3 separate regions of the Mus musculus genome follow, and all the other regions are linked to region 1. The links are chromatin contacts, called in public promoter capture Hi-C maps. All regions are on one chromosome and are shown on one strand. Each heading gives the region's core, a stretch centred on a gene start, on an enhancer-like site or on the middle of the called end of the contact. The rest is flanking DNA. Distances are from core to core; before and after follow the strand shown.

Evidence for each region. Promoter capture Hi-C pulls out the DNA fragments that hold promoters and counts their contacts. Capture Hi-C pulls out chosen DNA fragments and counts their contacts.
Region 2: a contact with region 1 is called in a promoter capture Hi-C map of cranial neural crest. The contact joins the promoter of Usp43 here to the promoter of Pfas in region 1. A contact is called at or near these places in 2 of 39 promoter capture datasets (cranial neural crest and frontonasal cranial neural crest).
Region 3: a promoter capture Hi-C map of liver shows a contact between it and region 1, with 2.4 times the contacts expected there. The contact joins the promoter of Rpain here to the promoter of Pfas in region 1. A contact is called at or near these places in 2 of 39 promoter capture datasets (erythroid cells and liver), 1 of 484 Hi-C or Micro-C datasets (B cells) and 1 of 9 other capture datasets (liver).

Annotation. Positions count from the first base shown.
Region 1 is chr11:69,007,053-69,009,862 of GRCm38.p6, forward strand. Pfas (phosphoribosylformylglycinamidine synthase (FGAR amidotransferase)) reads right to left here and starts at 1,408. Exons shown (of 28, transcript NM_001159519.1): 1 at 1,351-1,408.
Region 2 is chr11:67,920,798-67,923,515 of GRCm38.p6, forward strand. Usp43 (ubiquitin specific peptidase 43) reads right to left here and starts at 1,356. Exons shown (of 15, transcript NM_173754.4): 1 at 748-1,356. The coding sequence starts at 1,251.
Region 3 is chr11:70,968,853-70,971,552 of GRCm38.p6, forward strand. It overlaps Rpain (RPA interacting protein), which reads left to right and starts at 1,347. Exons shown (of 7, transcript NM_027186.3): 1 at 1,347-1,735. The coding sequence starts at 1,655. Nup88 (nucleoporin 88) reads right to left here and starts at 1,121. Exons shown (of 17, transcript NM_172394.3): 1 at 797-1,121. The coding sequence starts at 1,099.

The DNA.
Region 1 (2,810 bases), core at 158-2,657:
CTTAACTACTCTTTTCCCTCAATCTCTCCATATAATCACTCTCCATATAACAACTCTACTTCCACACATACATTAAATCTCTTGCCTTTTCAGGTCTATCACCTCCTGAGTCCACGGCACCACTATCATTCATTTGGACTGATCAGCGTATTGTTTTCTCTGTTGCTGTTGTTTTATGAGGAAAAGGTCAGGTTATCATATAGCCCAGGCTGGTCTGGAAATCAGTCTTCTTGCCACTGCCTTCTAATGTGGAGCCTACCTAGGGGCATGCATCACCACACCCAATTGCACCGAATTCTTCAATGGTCTGATTCCACTACTGCACAACCACATCCTATTTGCCACAGACAGTGAAAAGACCATGACTTCTACACTGGTGAGGTGGCTTAATGAATAAACACTTGCCTCTGCTAGGCATGGTGGTACGGGCTCTGAATCCCAGCAAAGGAAGGTGAATCTCAGGATTTCAGGATTTACATAGAGTTGCAAGTCAATCAGGGCTGTAAAATGAGACCGTTTCAAAAAAACAAAATCAACCAACCAACCACACGAGTTGTTAAATGAACAGACCCTTTATTCCCATCACACCTCAGTTCCCTGCCTCCATACAGTCCTCCTTTAAAAAAAAAAAAAAAGCAAAGGTGGCACATGCCTTTAATCCCAGGAGGCAGAGGCAGGTGAATCTCTCTGAGTTAAAGGCTGGCCAGGACATCCAGGGTTACACAGAGAAACACCCAGGGTCTCATTTAGCTCAGGCTGACCTCTAAATAGCTATATAACTGAGGGTAATTTCTAGTCCTTCTACTCCCAAAACCTCGAGTGCTGTAATTTCTCGTGTTCTTCACAACACCTGATTTATGAGGTTGTAAGACTCGAACCCAGGACCCTGAGCTACATCTGCAGCCCTCTGCAGTTATTTCGTCTATCATTCCCAGCGAAATGTAAGTTTCAGAAATATCGGAACCGGGTTTTATTTCGGCACTGTATTCCCAACGACTAGTATGGTGCCTGATACAAAGCAGGTGGTCTTCACATTTTTCTGATGAATGAATGGTTGGATGAATGAATGAATGAATGAATGGATGGATGAATGAGACCATGAGATGAGGCTATTTCAGGGATGGATGAATGAGACCATGAGATGAGGCTATTTCAGTCTGGTCGTCCACCTACACCGAGTGCCTGCAGAACACGCGCTCCAACAGATGCTCTACCCAAGGCATGTGGATCCAGATGGACCCAACCCGCCCTAATGGGGAAAACGACGCGGCCTGGATTCGGTTTGAATGTGTGAGCAATGGAACCGCATCAGGAAGCGAACTCAGGGAAGGACGCGTAGGTTGTACTCACCTGAAGCCCGCCAGTTTGCGCCAGAGACCCACGAGTCCTTGGCGCGCGCTCGTTGTACGTCATCAGAGAGCGCCACCGCCGGAGAAGCGATTCGCGCGGGCCGGCTGTGGGCGGTGCCAAGGCTCCCCGCGGTGGGTTGGGGCTGTTTGAGTGACAAACCTGAATCTCTTTTAGAAGTCCAAGCCTGTAATCCCAGCACTGGGAGGCCAGAGCAGACAGGAGTATCTTTGAATTCTAGACTAGTCTGGTCCACATAGCAAGTTCGAGGCCAGCCAAGGATGTACAGAGAAACCCTCTGTCAAAAAGACAAAACAGGGGCTGGTGAGGGCTCAGCAGGTAAGAGCACTGACTGCTCTTCCAAAGGTCCTGAGTTCAAGCAACCACATGGTGGCTCACAACCATCCGCAATGAGATCTGATGCCCTCTTCTGGTGTGTCTGAAGACAGCTACAGTGTACTTACATATAACAATAAATAAATCTTAAAAAAAAAAAAAAGACAAAACAAAATTCAAAAAAGAGAAGACGCCTCGAATTTGAAATATCACTTGAGAAAATGTTATTTTATTGATCACTGAAAGTGCCTTACGGCTGGAGGTGACTCTTAACTTGTTGTCAAGTTGACACACAAAACCATCCAGTACACTAGCCTAAATTACATTTAAAAAGTTAACGTGTAAAACTGTTTTGGCTCTCTGTATTTTTCTCCCTTCTGCCTTCTTTGTTTATGCAAGATAAATTGGTTTTCCAAGGTCATTTAATTTAGAACTTCTGTTACTTTGACCTTAATAGAATGTAACAGTCTGAGATTCTCAGACTAATGTAAAATCTAGGCAAAGTACCCCAAAACCCTTTTTAAAACAAAACAAACAAAAGAAAGAAAATTCTTTGTGTAGCTTTGGCTGCCCCAGAACTAGCCCTGTAGACCAGGATGGCCTCCAACTCACCGAGACTCAAGACTGGGATTACAGGCCTGGGCAACCACTGCCCCCTTCACAAAACAGCCTTTTAAAAGACCCTATGCAATACAATACAGCCAGCCTAAGACCTGCAACAGCAAGAAACAAGAGACAATGTTTAAATAGATTTTGGAAATGAAATTTAGGTTCCTTTTATTTATTCAAGATTTATTTATTTTATGTGAGTACAGTGTTGTTCTCTTCAGACACACCAGAAGAGAGCATCAAATCTCATAACAGACGATTGTGAGCCACCATGTGAGTGCTGGGAATTGAACTCAGGACCTCTGGAAGAGCAGTCAGTGCTCTTAACAGCTGAGCCATCTCTCCAGCAGCTCCTTTCTTTATTAAGCTGGTAAATTTATTTATATTGCTCTGTCTTCTGAAAGTAAAGACTTCATCTCTATATACATAGAAAGGCTATGAGACTATATGTGGCATATATGGATATGAGAGTATGTGTGCATATACATATATGTATTTTAAAGATTTACTTATTTATT
Region 2 (2,718 bases), core at 106-2,605, 1.1 Mb before region 1:
CCGAAGCATTCCCAGCAAGGGGACTGTAATCTTACAGATAACAAATGCCACTTCCTGCTCACATACTGTCAGGACTTAGTATGAATTAAATTAAAGGATACCATTCTACTATAGCACTCTTAACGACTCCCTCTCCCTACTTTTGAGAATACCTGACCCACGGGTTCTCAGCACCCACTGGACTTAAATAATCCAAAGCCACTGCGTCCAAGGTCATACACGATCTGAAGACCTTCACCTGCCTTCAAAACGCTTCACTTTCAGGCCTCTGCCCTTTCTACTTATTGATCACTCTACCTGGATTATTCCTAGATCCGTTCCTTCTCGGCTTTCTGTTCCTCACGCTTCTATCTCCTCCTTCCCAAAGCTTGGCCTTCAAGGACCTGCTTCCCATGCTGCATCCTTCTAGATCCTAAGCTCTAACTCACCCTGGCCGGCAAGTCCCACTCCAACAACTGCTTTTAACCACAAAACTGCTGGACACACTTAAGGCTGCCAGCTTTCTCCACCCCAGCCCAAAATACCAGGAAGAAACTAATTTCTAAAGAAAGCATTTGCAAATGATAATGTAACATGTCACCTCGAAACAAAGGCGGTAACCCAAGGCTGGGCTGGTTAAGTAGTGTCTACCGAAGACCTACCCCCTACTCCCCGCCCAAGAACCAGGCTTGGCTGATGGTTCACACGCTTTTCAAGAGCCGAAACCAGAAGGGTCGGAGGAGTCTGCGGGCGGCTGGCGCTGCCTACCTTGAACTCTGCGGAAAGTTGGGGCGTGTATTCGCGCGTCCAGAGCGCGCGCACCAGCGCCGCCAGCTGCTCGGTGACCTCGGCGCGGCCCGGCGCCGCCCGGTAGCGCCCCAGCGCTAGGAACTCGGCCAGCAGGTCGGTGTTGCTGAGACACTGCACCACCGCGTTCATGAAACAGGTGTTGCCATGGTTCTTCAAGCCCTGAGCGCCGGGCGGACGCGCCCCGTCACCCGAAGATATCTGGGGTTGGGATCCCGGAGGACGATCTGGCCCTGGACTCCCGGCAGAGGCTGGTGCCGGGCCCGGGGCGCAGGCAAAGCCCCCTTCTCCATCGCCATCGTAGGGACTGGGCTGGGCCGGGGGCCGGGGCGGCGAGTCCCCCGAGCGGGAGCGGCTGCCCAGAGCTAGCAGGAAGCGGTTAAGCAGGCGGCGAAGGGAACGGCGGCGGCGGGGCCGGGGCGCGGGCGGCCCCTCTCCCAGTGCGTTCCCCACGCCCGGATCCATGCTGGCCACGCACGGTGGTCCGGGAGCGCAGCCCCCGAGACCCCAGGCGGGCCGGCAGCTTCCCGGTCCTCACCGCCTCCCGGAGGCGCCGGGCGCCGGCTACCTGAGAGCCAGGTGTGCGGACACCGGGCGAGGGCGGAGCCAGGGGCGGGGCCGCCACGCCACGCCCCACGCGGGAATCCGGCCCTAGGGCAGCGCCCGCCGCCGGGCTCCCGCCCCCGCGGCTGGAGCTGGGAATGCACTCCCTCTGAGCCCGCCTAGTGGACTTCCCCGCCCTTCCTTCCCGCCTTGGAACAGGCCTTTCACCTCGGCTCGCCTTCCCCGCCCATCCCTAAACAGCGTAGCTAACCCGGGGATGGAACCTTCTGAAGCGCCCAGCGAAGCAAAGCCCTGGCTCTGGCTAAGTTTCTGGTCGTGGAAGCCAGATGAAGACTAAGAAAATTGACCGGCGAGCGGTGCCCCTGTTCGTGCCCAGGTGTCCCGAGAGGCGCGCGCTGGCAGCTGTGCAGGTGGGGAGCCCAGGCTCAGGTGCATGCGGTCAGGTGGCGCCACCTCCTTTGCAGCCTTTGCCTACACCGGTCACCCCAGGACCTGAACTGGGAGTGGGAATGCTAGTGGGTTGGGAGTTTGTTTTCTTTTTCTTGCTGTTTTGTTTTGTTTTTTTAAATAACACAATAGGTTACATTCATTTTCCTTAAACTTGGGAGACTTGAACGTCCTGGTTTTCATTGGTGAAGGGAGCTCAGCGAGGTTGAGGCTGTGAAAAGAGAGGAACCGGAATTCGACCCTCCCTGGGTGCACTGCAGAGTTCAGGCTCTTTACAACCCCAGTATTTGCTTGGCAGGAAGTTTTCCGGTTCTCAGGCGCGCCCCCTACTCGGTTGCTGCTTCGCTCCTCCACGCTAAAGCCTGGCTGTATCCTTACCCAATCAGAATTAGTTTGGCCTCGCCCCGCCCTTAATTCCCTGGGTAACCCTGGAGGCCTCTGCTCCTTTTATGCCTTAACTGTCAGGTTTATAATTAATCAGGCAAGGTCTTGCAAAATGAATTTCTCATCAGTTTGTAGCTCAAAAAGAGATCAGCAGCTTTCTGGAGTCAGACTTACATCAGAACCCAAAAATGTGACTTGCTATTTAATAATAAGTGCTCATCATTTATTAAGTATCCCTCCTCGATCTTCACATAGAATTGCAGCAGTTACCTGGTGCCAAAAAGTTGCATAAGTTAAGGATAAAGAAGAAACTGTAATGTGGAGACTTGAAGTGTAAAAAGCCACCATTTACCTTCCTGGGAAAGACATCCACCTAGTTGATAAATTTATAAGGTTCATTTCATGACCCGGATGTACTGAAGGTGCCGTGGTCATAGCAGACTCTGATAAATCATCTCCGGTATTTCACCTTTGAGATCATGTCAAGATCCCCAGCAGGGAGTTTTCATTTGGTAACAGTTTCGGGAGCGGCTGTTG
Region 3 (2,700 bases), core at 97-2,596, 2.0 Mb after region 1:
AAGGCCCTAGATTACCTTCAAGCGCCTTGCAGCAAGCAGTACTGCTTCATCTACGTGGACTTAATATAAAAGAGTGATAGTTTAAGGGAGTTTCAATAATTTGTCATAGCATCATATAGCCTCAAAAATACTCTCACCCTGGTACTTCCTATTTCTTTTCTCATGACCATTTTAGATTTCTAATTTCTTTTTATTATTCGTAAATAATGATGAGACCATCAATATATTATTTACCTTAGTATGGAGAATTATACTAAGCCAAAAATCCTTTTAAATAAGGATTTCTTTTGAATATAATAATATTTCTAATTGCTTTTAAATCTGTAGGCCCATGTCTTTAAATGCCTGTTGTAGAACTGGGCAGTGGCAGCACATGGCTTAATCCTAGCTCTGATCAGGATCCTCCAGATCTCTGTTAATGAGGTCAGCCTGCTCTACAGAGTGCGTTCCAGAACAACCAGGGCTGTTAACCCTGTCTCAACAAACCCCTCCACCCCCACCGAAGCAAATCACAGATATTACGGAGCTTGTGCATGCTCTAGGTTTATGTCAGGTGCTGGACACACACACAGGCCTAGCCTCTGTTTTGGTGTTTATAAATGACTTAGACCCGTAATCTCAACACTCAGAGACTGGGGCAGGAGTTCCTGGCTAGCCTGGGCTACATAGTGATTCCAGACCAGATTGAGCTACAAAGCGGGGTCATTCCACTCGAAGTGGGGCGTTCCCAAAAGACGCCAGCCCAGGTCCGCCAACGAACCAAAAGGCTGATTGCTTTCACGATGGACCGGCGCACCTGATACTGGGAGAGAGGAGGCTCCACGCCACCACCGCTGGGGCCTCGAAGGCGAACCACCAAGAAGGCGCTGCCTTCTGCGTCCCACAGAAACAGTTCCCCTCCGAGGCCGAAGACCAGGTTTCTCGTCGGCAAATGCGGCGGCAGAGACGGGCACGAGGGTGAAGTCGAAGCCGCTGGCTTCTCCGCTTCGGCTGGACTCTGGTTTCTTACGCCCTCGCGGAGCCGCAAGAACACGACGTGGTTAGGAAGCCAGCTCTGCCACAGCTCCCCATCGCCCAAGGGCCCCACGGCAGCCGCCATCTTGAACTAACAGCTCAGGATTGAGGGGCGGGAGGAAACGAAGCCCGCTGCTGTGCGTAGCCAATCCGCGGCCAGCACTTCACAGCTTCAGCCTATCAAAGTGTAGGAATCTCGAGAAGTTGGCCCAATAAGAAAGAATCGCTAGAGGATAGACAGGGCCGCGGGTTGAAGCCAAGGTGGGCGGGGCGGGGCGGGGCGGAGTGGAGTGTAAGGATCGCTTTGGGGCTGCTGCTGGGCCAGTGAGGGGGTAGCGTTAAGGATGAGAGATGTGTGTCTGATTGTCTACTGGACAACTTCCTCTGGGTAAACCCAGAACTTTCTCTCAAGATTCACCTCCCTCAGCCCGGGTGGTGTTTACTTCTCAACTGTCACTGCTTCATCTATCCTCGGATTCCCCTAAATCTGTCACTGTGAGGGGATAGAAACTAGATACAATTCCAAGAAAGCCCGGCGGCCTGAAGTACAGACAGACTGCGCCGAGACTACAACTTCCAGAATCCTTTGCGCGCGGCTAAGGGGCGGTGATTTGGGCGCTGTTTCCCGCTAAGGGAGGAGATGGCAGAGTCCTCGGGGTCTCCGCACCGCTTGTTGTACAAGCAGGTGGGCTCGCCCCACTGGAAAGAAACTTTCAGGCAGGTGAGTGTGAAGTTTGGGTTGTCATCACTTCCCTAATCTTCCCAAGGACCTCTGTCCTCGGTGTGCTCGCTTCAGCACTGGTTGTGGAGCAGGTGCCCGGTGTGCCTGGCCAGCGAGGTGGATCTCTTGCTATAGGATTGGGTCCCGGCCGCCGCCCGGGCTGTTGGCCGGCGTAGGTGTTATGCTATCCTAGGATTCGACTTTGTTTCATATTTTAAGAGTCATGACAGCAGTAGCAACACCACCACCTAACGTTCGGTTACAGAGGGAAGCACTCCGTATGTATACGTCACGTGAGATAGAAGTTATTTCTCTCCTGAAGAACATCAGACACGGTTAGGAGAGTTGAACTTAAGCTCCGCCTTCTTCCGAACTCAAGTAGTTCCTTCTAAGAAGCAGCTTATCTCCCTGTTCAGCAGTCTCAAAAGGGTGGGTGTATTCCAGAAGAACCACCCAGAAAAACAATCTTCATGCTGAACATGTTGTGTGGAGTAGTGTTTCTCAACAGTGAGTGCTGACGTTTCGAAGGAGAACGTTCTATTATGGGAGGTGGTTCTGTACAATGTAGAACACTTAGATGCAGCAGCCTTGGTCTCTCCACCTACTAAATGGCACCAGTCAGTAGCAGTTCTTCAAGCAGAGCTGTGACAACCACTTGGGAACAAAAACTGTCCCGAGTTGGGGGTGGAGAGATGGCTCAAGAGTCCTTATGTTTCAGTAGCAGACCCGATGGCTGTAACTCCAGTTCCAAGTGGTCTATTGCCATCTTCTGGCCCTGGTGTGCATCAGCACTGGTGTGGTGCACATAAACTCATACAGGCACACACATAGACACAGGAAAAAAAATTAAAAACCCATACCAGGGTTGTAAAGTACTATTTTACAAGAAGACCATTACTATAGCCATTTGTACAATTCCAGGAATTTAGAAGCCATATAAATGTCTGAAGTTAGTCTGTGGATAC